Linked DNA regions of Sus scrofa: region 1 is linked to region 2. A link is a contact called in public Hi-C data. All regions are on one chromosome and are shown on one strand. Each heading gives the region's core, a stretch centred on a gene start, on an enhancer-like site or on the middle of the called end of the contact. The rest is flanking DNA. Distances are from core to core; before and after follow the strand shown. Region 1 holds the start of LOC110261671 (histone H2B type 1-H-like). Region 2 holds the start of ZNF322 (zinc finger protein 322).

Evidence for each region. Hi-C and Micro-C count contacts between places; a contact is called where the count stands out from the background.
Region 1: a Hi-C map of skeletal muscle shows a contact between it and region 2, with 9 times the contacts expected there. The contact joins the promoter of LOC110261671 here to the promoter of ZNF322 in region 2. A contact is called at or near these places in 3 of 5 promoter capture datasets (fetal liver, fetal skeletal muscle and liver) and 2 of 47 Hi-C or Micro-C datasets (liver and skeletal muscle).

What each region holds. Positions count from the first base shown.
Region 1 is chr7:21,581,219-21,583,918 of Sscrofa11.1, reverse strand. LOC110261671 (histone H2B type 1-H-like) reads left to right here and starts at 1,397. Exons shown (of 2, transcript XM_021099844.1): 1 at 1,397-1,634; 2 at 1,637-1,876. The coding sequence starts at 1,445. The coding sequence ends at 1,824. LOC100157763 (histone H2A type 1-H) reads right to left here and starts at 1,184. Exons shown (of 1, transcript XM_001928557.5): 1 at 367-1,184. The coding sequence starts at 1,132. The coding sequence ends at 746.
Region 2 is chr7:21,141,957-21,144,656 of Sscrofa11.1, reverse strand. It overlaps ZNF322 (zinc finger protein 322), which reads left to right and starts at 1,253. Exons shown (of 2, transcript XM_021099814.1): 1 at 1,253-1,425.

The sequences.
Region 1 (2,700 bases), core at 148-2,647, 440 kb before region 2:
ATATGCATGTCTGAATTTGAGATAAATCTGAGATGGGGACATAAAGATTTGGAAGTCATTAGCCACACACACACACACACCACACACTAGCATTAGCAATGAAGTGTCCTACAGCTCTCTCTGCCTTATTTGCCAATATTGAACTTTGTTATTTGCCTGCACTTACAAGCCATGAGTTTGGTGATGCCTATTCTCTGCTGCAATCTCTGCAGTTTCCTCTACTTCCCAATTTCCTTTAATCCTCAAACAAGCTGTTACCTCAGAATTTACCCCTCTATGCTCCCTTTATATTCCTGTGCTTATCTCTTGCTACATTGCACCTTGTTTTGGTTTCTCCCTGTTAGATTTTCTTTGGGATAAGTGGTGTTTTATTAACATTGTATCTTTAACGAATGACACGTGTCATAAGAATTTATTGAAAACAAATGCACTACTTTGTGCCTGCATTTCTTGAAATAACAACTGTCTTCATCATTATTCTTAGAATGAGCTTAACAGCATCCAATACCGTCGTTGTTTCAACCAAGTTTAGAATACTCTTGACATCTCAATATTAAATCATGAGTCAGTCTAGAATCTTGCAGATTCATTGGCCTTTGAACTAGTCTAACACAAATGTCATTTTGTTGACAAGGGCTGCTAAATACAAGAGGTAAGCTAATTGGAAATGCAAGTGTCACCTTTTTATGATGATAGAAGTGGCTCTGAAAAGAGCCTTTTGTTTTGTTGTTTTTATGCCGAGTACTTATTTGGCTTTGTGGTGGCTCTCGGTCTTCTTGGGCAACAGCACGGCCTGGATGTTGGGCAGGACACCGCCCTGAGCGATGGTAACTTTGCCCAGCAGCTTGTTGAGTTCCTCGTCGTTGCGGATGGCCAGCTGTAGGTGACGCGGGATGATGCGTGTCTTCTTGTTGTCACGAGCTGCGTTGCCCGCCAGCTCTAGGATTTCTGCGGTCAGATACTCCAGCACCGCCGCCAGGTACACCGGAGCACCTGCGCCGACCCGTTCAGCATAGTTGCCTTTACGAAGCAGGCGGTGCACTCGGCCCACCGGAAACTGAAGGCCAGCCCGTGAGGACCGGGTTTTGGCCTTGGCGCGAGCTTTACCCCCTTGCTTTCCTCGTCCAGACATAACTGGGAGACTGAACAGCAGTTGTCAAAGATGACTGAGTCTGAGGTCCCGAAACCACAGTTTATAGCCACTGCAGGGCGCGAAAAGGAAGCTGTACGATTGGCTAACGTTTCACTTTCGTTTTGACCAATGGAAACACGACTAGATAGGATGCGTTCCTTGATTGGGTAAAACAGATCTGTGAGGTCAGTGGAGAGTAACAGCCAATCGCCAGAAAGCTTGTTTCCACCTCATTTGCATAAACCCTAGCCCTTAAAGAGGCGCCTCTCTGGCCTTCGGCTGTTCATTTTACATCGAACGCCAGACTTCATCATGCCTGATCCAGCTAAGTCCGCTCCTGCCCCCAAAAAAGGCTCCAAGAAAGCCGTGACTAAGGCGCAGAAAAAGGACGGCAAGAAGCGCAAGCGCAGCCGCAAGGAGAGCTACTCGGTGTACGTGTACAAGGTGCTGAAGCAGGTCCACCCCGACACCGGCATCTCGTCCAAGGCCATGGGCATCATGAACTCTTCGTCAACGACATCTTTGAGCGTATCGCGGGCGAGGCCTCGCGGCTGGCGCATTACAACAAGCGCTCGACCATCACGTCCCGGGAGATCCAGACGGCCGTGCGCCTGCTGCTGCCCGGGGAGTTGGCCAAGCACGCCGTGTCCGAGGGCACCAAGGCTGTCACCAAGTACACCAGCTCCAAGTAAATGTGTTCGTAGGCAGTGTCAAACCCAAAGGCTCTTTTCAGAGCCACCTAACCTTTTTCAAAAAAGAGCTGTGGTGCTTTGTCTGTCTCTTGGAGGGGCGGGGTGAAGTGCGTAGGGCTCTGGGTGGTAATTGAAAATAACACTTGCCCCAAACTTGCGGTTTATCTGACAGGTGTTCAGGGAAGGAACTCGAGTCCCCTAGATTCAAATGATTTTTAGTACCTTCTGTAAGTGGCACCTGGAAGCCTATAATTTTCGACTTCTGCTGTCTACGTGTACAGGTACTACAAACTTGTACACTGCAGTCCTTCCCCTCATCATTTTGCAGCAGGTCACAATGCCCTGTGAAAATGCAGGAACTAAAGAACAAGTGATCCAGCTACAAGATGTGATCTGAAGAGCTTTCTAACTCCTTAAGAGACAAATAAGTATTCGTGAAAAGAGCCTTTACAAGTTGACGGAAATATAAGATACAGGGGAATCGCCGCTAAGGGCATAGAGGGTTTGGCTCTGGTGCTTCAGGGAACAAAGTCCATAGCCAGGCAGTCTTCGGCTTGGCGTATTTAAGTAGGTTAACGCCGTCAGGATCACGGTGTCTTAAAAAAAATCTCAGCGCCTGGTGGATATCTAGAGGGAACCAGGTGCTCTTGACTCCATCGCTGCGGGCAAGGAACCTAATGGGCTTGGTGATGCTCTGGATGTCACACAGCACCTTACCGTGACGCTTAGAATCACCATTACCCTAGTCCTTCCCTGCCTTGCCTCGGCCTTGCTATGTTGAAAATACATAGAATTCTGTGGTGGCTCAGCTGGCTAAGGATCAAGCATTGTCACTGCTCTGGATCTGATTACTGCTGTGGTATTCCATTCCTGGCC
Region 2 (2,700 bases), core at 4-2,503:
CTTAATTCTTGTTTCAGTACATTTCTACAATACAGTCACCACTCTTGATGTAGCCATATTTGTACAATGATAGCAAGCATGAGCTCTGGTGGGACTGTTCAAAATTTCAGATTCACTAGTTAATAAATGTGTGATTTTGAGTAAGTTAATCTCTTCCTGCACCAGTTTTCTCCTAAGATAAAAATAATAAACATCTCATAGAATTTGTTATAAGTTAGATAATATATGGAAAATGCAGAGAACAATGTCTGGAACATATACTCTAAAGTATTAAAATTATTCCAAGTATTAAAATGGCTCTGGATAGAATATTTTGGGCCTACTTGGAAATTTTCATTAAAAACAAACATAAAACTAAGGTGCAGATCCTCTGGGAAAGAATTCCAGAATTAGGAACATGATTAGTTAATCGTGATTTAACTCATTAACCCATATGAATTAACTATATAACTGTTAAGACCCTCACCATTCCCTAACCTCAAGTTTTTTCTTCCCAATCCAAGACCTTGGTCACATTATCCAGGCTTCAGCCCTCTACATTTCTCATACTCATCCTTTCCTTTTGATGTCTGAGGGCTTTTAGGAAACTTCTTTTTTCATTGAAAGATTGAACAGTAGGAGGTATTTTTATATATACATACATATGTTTATATATTTACTTCATTCTGAAGGAAACCTCATTTCTGCTACAACCCAAACTCAGGATATTACTTAAGATGATTCTAGCCCAGAAACACAATCAGAAATGGCTGAGAAACCTCTTACTATCAGAGCAGTCCTATCCTCCTCCGCAGTTTTCTCCACCCACACAAAGACAACACCACCCCCCTTTTAAAGCATTTCATCCATCTCTCTGGCCACATCTTCGGTGACAGTGCGCTTCCACTGTGCTTTGGGATCCTCTATTTCTTCCAGATCCTTCGGGGTGTTTTCCTCAGGGTCGGCGACATCCATCTCTTTTGACGCTACTCCTGCTTCGAAACCTCATTCAGCAGCCTTGAGGAAACAGAAGTCGGCAACTAATATTAAACAGCTTTGCTTCTCCTTAGACAAGTTGGCAGCGAGGACCTCTCGTCAATCGCGGACATTCGCCGCGTCAGAAAGAACCCCTAAGTAAAGTCCTGGCCCGCTCCGCCCGGAAACAGTAAGGGCCCGGGAGCGCAGGCGCCCCGGGGCCCCGCCCCTGTTCCAGAGGCTCGGCCCCTATTGGCCCAGAGGCCGGGGGTGGAGAGCCCTAGTTGCTGAACCAGGGATGATCATGTGATTCGCGGGGGCGGGGCTGCGCCTGCAGCTTCCCGGCCAGGCTGAAAGGACAAGGGTAGCTCGCCTTGTCGGCCCTGAAAGCGCCCACTGGATGGCCTGGCCCCAACTGCTCTCGCCGAGCCGCGCAAAGGGAGCTGCTTCTGGCTCTCGTTGGCCTCACAGGTTTGCTTTCCTTCTTTTCCCGAAGGTGGGCCCTTAGATTCACTGCCCGCAGTTTGCGGCCGCCGGGAAGCCCAAATCCGAGTGTCCGGAGAGTAACCGGAAGTGCCGTTCCAGGCGGAGGGGCGGTGCCGCTGCTGCTGGGGTAAGCGCGGCCCGCGGGGCCTGGGAGGGGCATGGCCTGCGGAGCCAGGGATGGGGCAGGAGTCCAGCGGGACCGGAGACACCCCCCCCCCCCAGGCCTCTGCCTCGTAGGAGCAGCCCCCGTTGCTCGCGACCCTGTGGGGTCTGGGAACCCCCTGACGGCGGACTGAAAGGTGGTCAATGAAAAGTTGAAAGAAGAGAAGCTTAGTACTATCGTTCCTGAAGATAATAATAGTAAACACTGCCAGACAGTTTTCTAAGCGATCTGTGTCTTTTATTTTGGGGGAAAAAGCCCCTATGGACGTTGAATGGAGTTCCCCACCCACCGCCCACCCGCATCTTTAATGCAAATTGGTCATGTTGCAGTCGAATCTGTATGCAGGGAATCTGGTTTGATTACTCGAATGACCATTTTTGGAAACGGCGTTATATATAATTTTGTATCTTATGCACTTATCAACTGCATGTTGAGGTTTATAGTGGTAGAACAAGGGTCATTGACCTCAGAAGTTGCGGTAATACACTTTACGGAGAAGAAAAATTAGAACAAGTAGAACAGGACTCAGGGCTTTACTATGAAATTAAAGTTAGTCCTTACTCAGAAGGGTTCTGGATGTTGGGAGCTGTTTGCGAAGGGATCGATGGCTGCTAGTGTCAGGTACTTCTTGCAAGAAAAACAATGTAAGCAAAGGTAGAAAAAAGTAAGTTATGGTCGAAGGATATTGATTAGAGCGGGGAGTATAAATGGGACCAATTTTTTGATGTCTAGCTCCAGAAAAATGATAAATTTCGTTTTTAGAAAATAACAAAAATTATTTTCTACGTTATTGATTTTTTTTTCTCTAGGAGAGGGAAGACTTGAGTGTTGGGCTTAGTTATGGTCTAGAGACCTTTTGGAGCCAAAAGGAAACAGTCTTAAGTCTCTGTTGTTACGGTAAGTAGTATATCAAGCTGTATGTTTCTATATAAATGGTGGATTTTTAATGAGGGAGAGGAGGCTGGGAGAGGACAAGAAGGAATGGGAAAAGATACACTGAAAAAGGGAATGACCCTTTCTTAGTTCTTGAGATAACAGAGTGATAAAACTGAGTTCTCTCCTGCCAATTTAAGTGTGTTTTCTACTGCTTTCCAGCA